2 separate regions of the Mus musculus genome follow, and region 2 is linked to region 1. A link is a contact called in public promoter capture Hi-C data. All regions are on one chromosome and are shown on one strand. Each heading gives the region's core, a stretch centred on a gene start, on an enhancer-like site or on the middle of the called end of the contact. The rest is flanking DNA. Distances are from core to core; before and after follow the strand shown. Region 1 has its middle 39 kb from the start of Iffo2. Region 2 has its middle 12 kb from the start of 4930515B02Rik.

Region 1 (2,675 bases), core at 106-2,605:
AACCAGTGCTAGAGCTCATCAGATCTCAGCAAACAACTGTCAGATAGACTGACTTCAGATGTGTTTGTGGCCTTTTGTCCACACCATAACCAGGGATGACAGTGTCACAGCTCCAAATTAGTTAAAGTGGTACCATTTCATGATGTTTGCCCTCGAAGCCACCCGTTCATACTGGTCAGCTCCTGGCTCTGTGTCCTGCTGCCTACAGCTCTGCCGTGACTGTGTTGAGCAGAGGGATTTTTCTCACTGACCAGGGAGAAGCCTGGGGCTCTGGGGCATAGCTCTCATCGGCCACCTTCCCACTTCCTGTCCCATCAGCTCTTCCTCCGTTGGAACATCCTATCTGCTCTGCCTGCTTCCCACTAGCGGAAATCTCCATTGCAGACTTGCCTTTTCAGTGCTGGGACCCGAACTCTCGCACTTACACATGCTAGGCAAGTGCTGAGCTCTGAGACCCAGCCCAGGCCTCTACTGCTGAGCTCAGACCTCAGCTTAGCACCAATCCCAATGGCTTTATTCTTAGTTTATGGACACATTTGACTTGAGAGTGCAAAAGTGCCCTGTCCACCAGATTGCAGCATTCTCTCTCTCTCTCTCTCTCTCTCTCTCTCTCTCTCTCTCTCTCTCTCTCTCTCTCTCTCTCTCTCTCTCTCTCTGCGTGTGTATGTGTGTTTTATGTGCACATATGTTCATGCGCCACCGTGTATGTGTGCATACATGGCAGATGTGTAAATCTGAGCATGCGCATTATACCAGTGTGGTACCTGACACATAGGAGCCTTTTGCTAAGTCCTTGGGATTGGAGGGTGCAGGGTTTTGCATTCTCCAGGTTCCTTTCCACAACGGTGACTTCACAAGACAAACTCTCAAGACACAGCCTGCATGGGTCAAGCCTCAGCAGCCAGAGAGTGGCAGCGTCAGACAGGAGTTGAACTTGGCTGGGCTTGTGATTCAGCCGGGGACCTTTGCCCTTCTCTGGGTTGCCAGCCACCACCACCACCCCGGCTCCCCAAAGCTCGGCAGATTAAACAGAAGCAGAAAGTTCAAAGGAAATTGACCTCAAGGCGGTGTTTACCAAAAGATGATGTCACCTCTACTGTGGAGAAAGGCTTTGCTGAAAAGGGCTGAAAGAGATGCCTTTGCTATGAATGAGCCGAGCCACCAAGCTGGGACGGGTTCAGCACGCAGTTCTCACTTTATAAGGAATAAGGACTTCACTGTCCCCCCCTCTGGCAAGCCTTGTGTCATGCTCAGTCCTGGGACAGGATAAGTGGGGCGAGCCATGGCCGGATGCTGGGCTTAGCCTGTTGCATGTCCACCCCTCCCTGCCCCGCCTGGAATATGCTCTGTCCTGCAACAGAGCCTGCCTCCCCAGTGTCACTAGGCCCAATACAGTACCAGGGCTGTGTTAACAGCGCCCAGTCAAACACCAGTGGACCTGGCTGCCGGCTGCTACAGGGGACACCTGGCCCCTGCAAGATCCTAGTGCCCATGACTGTCACCCAGGTCCCCAGCCCCCCACCCCAAGCCTCAGTCACCACCAGCCCCTAGCCAGCACTCTTTTTCTCCTGTCCCTCCCCCTCTGTGTCATTTGCCTTTGAAGGGCTGAGGGAGCCTAACCGCAGCTGGCTATGTCCTCTGTGGAAACACAGACGTGAGTGAGTGAGTGAGTGCCTCCCTGTTCTGTACTGCTTGGCCGCCTGTAAAAGTTGTGAAGGGGGTTACAAGGCTGCTTAGTGGGAGGCTCTGCCTGGCCCTGGCTGGACCTTCCAGTCTGTGCCTGCCGTCTGTGTCTGTCCGTCCTGTCTCTTCTTTCCAGCGCCCCTACCTGTGAGTCACTAATTCGAGAATGTCAACCCCTGTGGACTGGCGACCCACAGCCCGGGCTTTCTGTGAATTCTGACAGTGGGCCCTGAACAACCTGCCTTGCCTCCTTGGTGTTCCTCATAGCAGCATCTGGAAGCCGACTCATGACCCACCCAGTTCAGAGCTTAGAGGGGACTCTGATGGTTTTCAAGGGACAGGAATGTGTGCCCCCATAGCCCTACAGCCATCTGCAGGCATGCAGGGTTCACTGTGGCCCCAGCCTGCCAGAGACTCTCCTGTGGGGGAGAAGGTCTATAAGGGGGAGTCTCGGAAATGTGAGAGGGGGATTGAGACCACCTCAAGAGTTCTTTCCAGCCTCCCTAAAGTGACAGTAATAGCCGAGTGACATCACATGGTGGATCTGTCATGTATGTTCTGTTTCACAGACCTGGATAAGGTCCCTGCTGTGCTGCTGTGCTTATGAAGGAAAAGGAACATGGATGGCAGGAGTCTGAGCCCACCCTAACCCTGGCAGTAATTTGCTGTGTGGCCTTGGGTGAGTTGCTTGCCCCCTCTGAGTCTCAGGTTTCCCATGTATGGAACATAGACAAGTGGACTGGACATCTATTCCTTCCAGCTCTGAAACTCAGTGACCCCACAGTCCTGGTACTCAGTGTTCAGGGGAATATATGGAGGAATGTGGGAGAGGAGAGGGTTTGGTTGGTGCCTGTAAAAGAATCCGGTGAAGGGCAACTCTCTCTGCACCAGCTAAAACTTGCCAAGAGGCACCAGATGGAAAGTAACTGGGGCGTGTTTGTCAGAGCCGCTGCCAGGTGTCTGTGAAGACGGCAGACTGGTCTCGGTATCAG
Region 2 (2,675 bases), core at 105-2,604, 1.3 Mb after region 1:
TACCTCCTTGTCCTCTTTCTGGGTGCTCAAGGTTGGCCCTACCTCACCGACTTGCCCACAGTGCCTCCCATTTCAGTAAACTATAGTCCCTGAGTGACACACAGGCTAACAAATGGGACATTTGACACCTAGAAGGGAGTTGGTGACATCAGGTCATTAGAAAGGGGCCAGACAAGAACCCTGGTGTCCATGGCTCCAGGTGCCCAATGTACTTGTCCTGGCCCCCACATCTGCCTAGATGTTGGCCACTCAGTTACTAACTGGCCATAGACTTCTCTCCTGGACTGAGCCTGGCTCCCAAATAGACCAACCATGCAGGCCATCCTATCTGGCATTACATAGCCAACTTGTCTGCCCTCTGTGCTCTGTGTGGCTTACAACCTCCTCTTCAGCAGAGGCAGCCACAGGGGTTCAAAGAAGGTTTCGCCCTCATCCGAACCGGACACGCACCAGTTCCTCAGAGCCCTCATGGGCGGGGCCTAATGCACCCCCGCAAAGCCTCCACCCTTCCCAGCTCTTCTGAGTCAGCCCCACGGTGCCCCAGACACCAGGTTCTGCAGCCAAGGCCAAGCAAGGCTTCCACAACCTGGCGGGGCCAACCCCCTGTCCCTAGAATTGAGGGACACTGGCAAACAGAGCTCCCTCTAAGATCCGTGAAGGCGTAGCTCGCTTCTCAGCTATCAGGAGTGTTGATGAAGTCTCCTTAAGGGGAGACATGTGAACCCTTTAAGCTCAGGTGACCAGAGCAGTTCAGACAGGAAAGTAACCCTAACTCCCCTAGGACACCTAAGAGCAGTCAGCAACCCACTCAACCATTCAGTCTACTCAGAGGGTCCTGCGTGGTGCATTGTGGGGCAGGGTTCAAAGTGCATGGGGCTGCTTCTTATCTATCTATCTATCTATCTATCTATCTATCTATCTATCTATCTATCTATCTATCTATCTGCCTATTTGTTTGTTTGTTTTAAGTCAAGTCAGGGTTTCTCTGTGTAGCCCTGACTACTGTCCATGTGCCTCGCTCAGAAGGCCCTGTGGGAGAGCATCCTCGGTCTTGCAGATAGTAACGAGAGGAGAAGGAGGAGGGGAGGTCTGCAAACAGAAGAAAAGGGTGGCTTGCTACCCCAGAGGGACCAGGAGAGGATCGCTGGCTCGGGGCTAACTGCTGAGTGCACAGTGACTTGGATCCTAAGTGTTCTCTAAAGGCTCCTGCATGTGGGCTTCAGAGGTGTGGCCTGTGGGAGTCAGAGGTGTGGCCTGTGGGCTTCAGAGGTGTGGCCTGTGGGAGTCAGAGGTGTGGCCTGTGGGCTTCAGAGGTGTGGCCTGTGGGCTTCAGAGGTGTGGCCTGTGGGAGCAATGGATCACTGAGACCTTTACCTACTTGGCTGATTAATCCATCGATGGCTTAATGGGCTGTTGGGAGGTGGTGGAAACTTCAGGAGCTGCCACCGGAGGAAGTAGGCCACTGGGAGGGTGCCTTTGAATGGGGACACTTGTTCTGGTCCCCTTTGCTTTCCAGCCAGCTTGGAGAGAGCAGGTAGCTTGGTCGCAGGCTCCCTGCTTATCAAGGTGACCCGGAGGTCAAACCCTCAGAGCTCTAAGCCAAAATAAACCTGTCATTATGTAAGTTGCTTTTCTCAGTGATGGTTTATCACAGCAATGGAAAGCTGAGTGAACCAAGCCCACAAAGGAGGGATTCTACTCACCCTGAGACCGGAGGGGGCTCCCTCAAGTCAAACTGGTCTCTCCCAGAGGTAGCTGGGAGGAATATAGGGAGCCCTGGGTCTCAGTTGTGAGACCCCCCCACACACACACAGGCTGGTGGGGTCCTCTGGTTCTCTCTCTTCTTAGCCTTATCTTTCTTTGACACAGCACTGGGTAAGTATCGCTCTGAGGCCCCATCTCCACCCTCTCCCTAACAGCACCGCAGCCTCTGTGCCACTCACCAGAATGAGGCCGGTCCGAGTGAGGCTGGGGCTGAGCACCTACGGCTCAACCTAGGCCTGAATCACTGTACCTGATCTTGGCCTCCAGCCCCAGAGCTGGGGGTGCCAGCCTGGCCGGGCAGGGCAGGCAGCAACTGATACAGAACTGCTGCTTCCTGCCCCACTTTCTCCCGTGGATGCATAGCACCGTTCTCCCAGACACCCAAGCCCTGGTCCCAAGCGCCAGCCACCTACAGAGCAGTGTATTCTTCCTGTGTGCTGTTCTCACAGGTGGGGGTGGGGTGAGGGTGCTGGCCTGATGGTAGAGGCAGAGCTTTTGTGAGACCCCAGGTTGAGGGTCCAGCCCTAGGAGCCTCCTCTAAGAAAACAAAACCCCGCCGCCCTCAAGATTCTTGGTCCGATGGACAGGACTCAGGCCCGGTCCTTCTGAAGCCTCCTGGCTGACTGAGAGGAGAAGTGGTCTCTAGGCTGCCATGGTCCAGGCAGTTGGTCCCTACCTGTGCCTGCAGGCTCCTTCTGGGCAAGTGTGGTCAGGGTTGGCAGTGAGTTAAAAAAACCAGAGTTGCATGGAAGACATGATACGGGCCATCTCCAGGACAGGAAGTCCCTTGTCCTAATTCTTTTTTTTCCCATTTTTTATTAGGTATTTAGCTCATTTACATTTCCAATGCTATGCCAAAAGTCCCCCATACCCACCCCTCCCACTCCCCTACCCACCCACTCCCCCTTTTT

What was found. Promoter capture Hi-C pulls out the DNA fragments that hold promoters and counts their contacts.
Region 2: a promoter capture Hi-C map of liver shows a contact between it and region 1, with 5 times the contacts expected there. The contact joins two enhancer-like sites. A contact is called at or near these places in 3 of 39 promoter capture datasets (the 3T3-L1 cell line, hippocampal neurons and liver).

The regions. Positions count from the first base shown.
Region 1 is chr4:139,534,271-139,536,945 of GRCm38.p6, forward strand. It overlaps a transcript of Iffo2 not described here. Among named protein-coding and RNA genes, the nearest start is that of Iffo2, 39 kb to the right of the region's middle. Within about 2 kb of position 1,356, at least 97 of the 459 cell types and tissues checked have an H3K27ac peak or open chromatin away from gene starts, as enhancers often do. A contact at or near this core is called in liver, where this site is marked.
Region 2 is chr4:140,859,022-140,861,696 of GRCm38.p6, forward strand. No RefSeq gene overlaps it. Among named protein-coding and RNA genes, the nearest start is that of 4930515B02Rik, 12 kb to the right of the region's middle. Within about 2 kb of position 1,355, at least 38 of the 459 cell types and tissues checked have an H3K27ac peak or open chromatin away from gene starts, as enhancers often do. A contact at or near this core is called in liver, where this site is marked.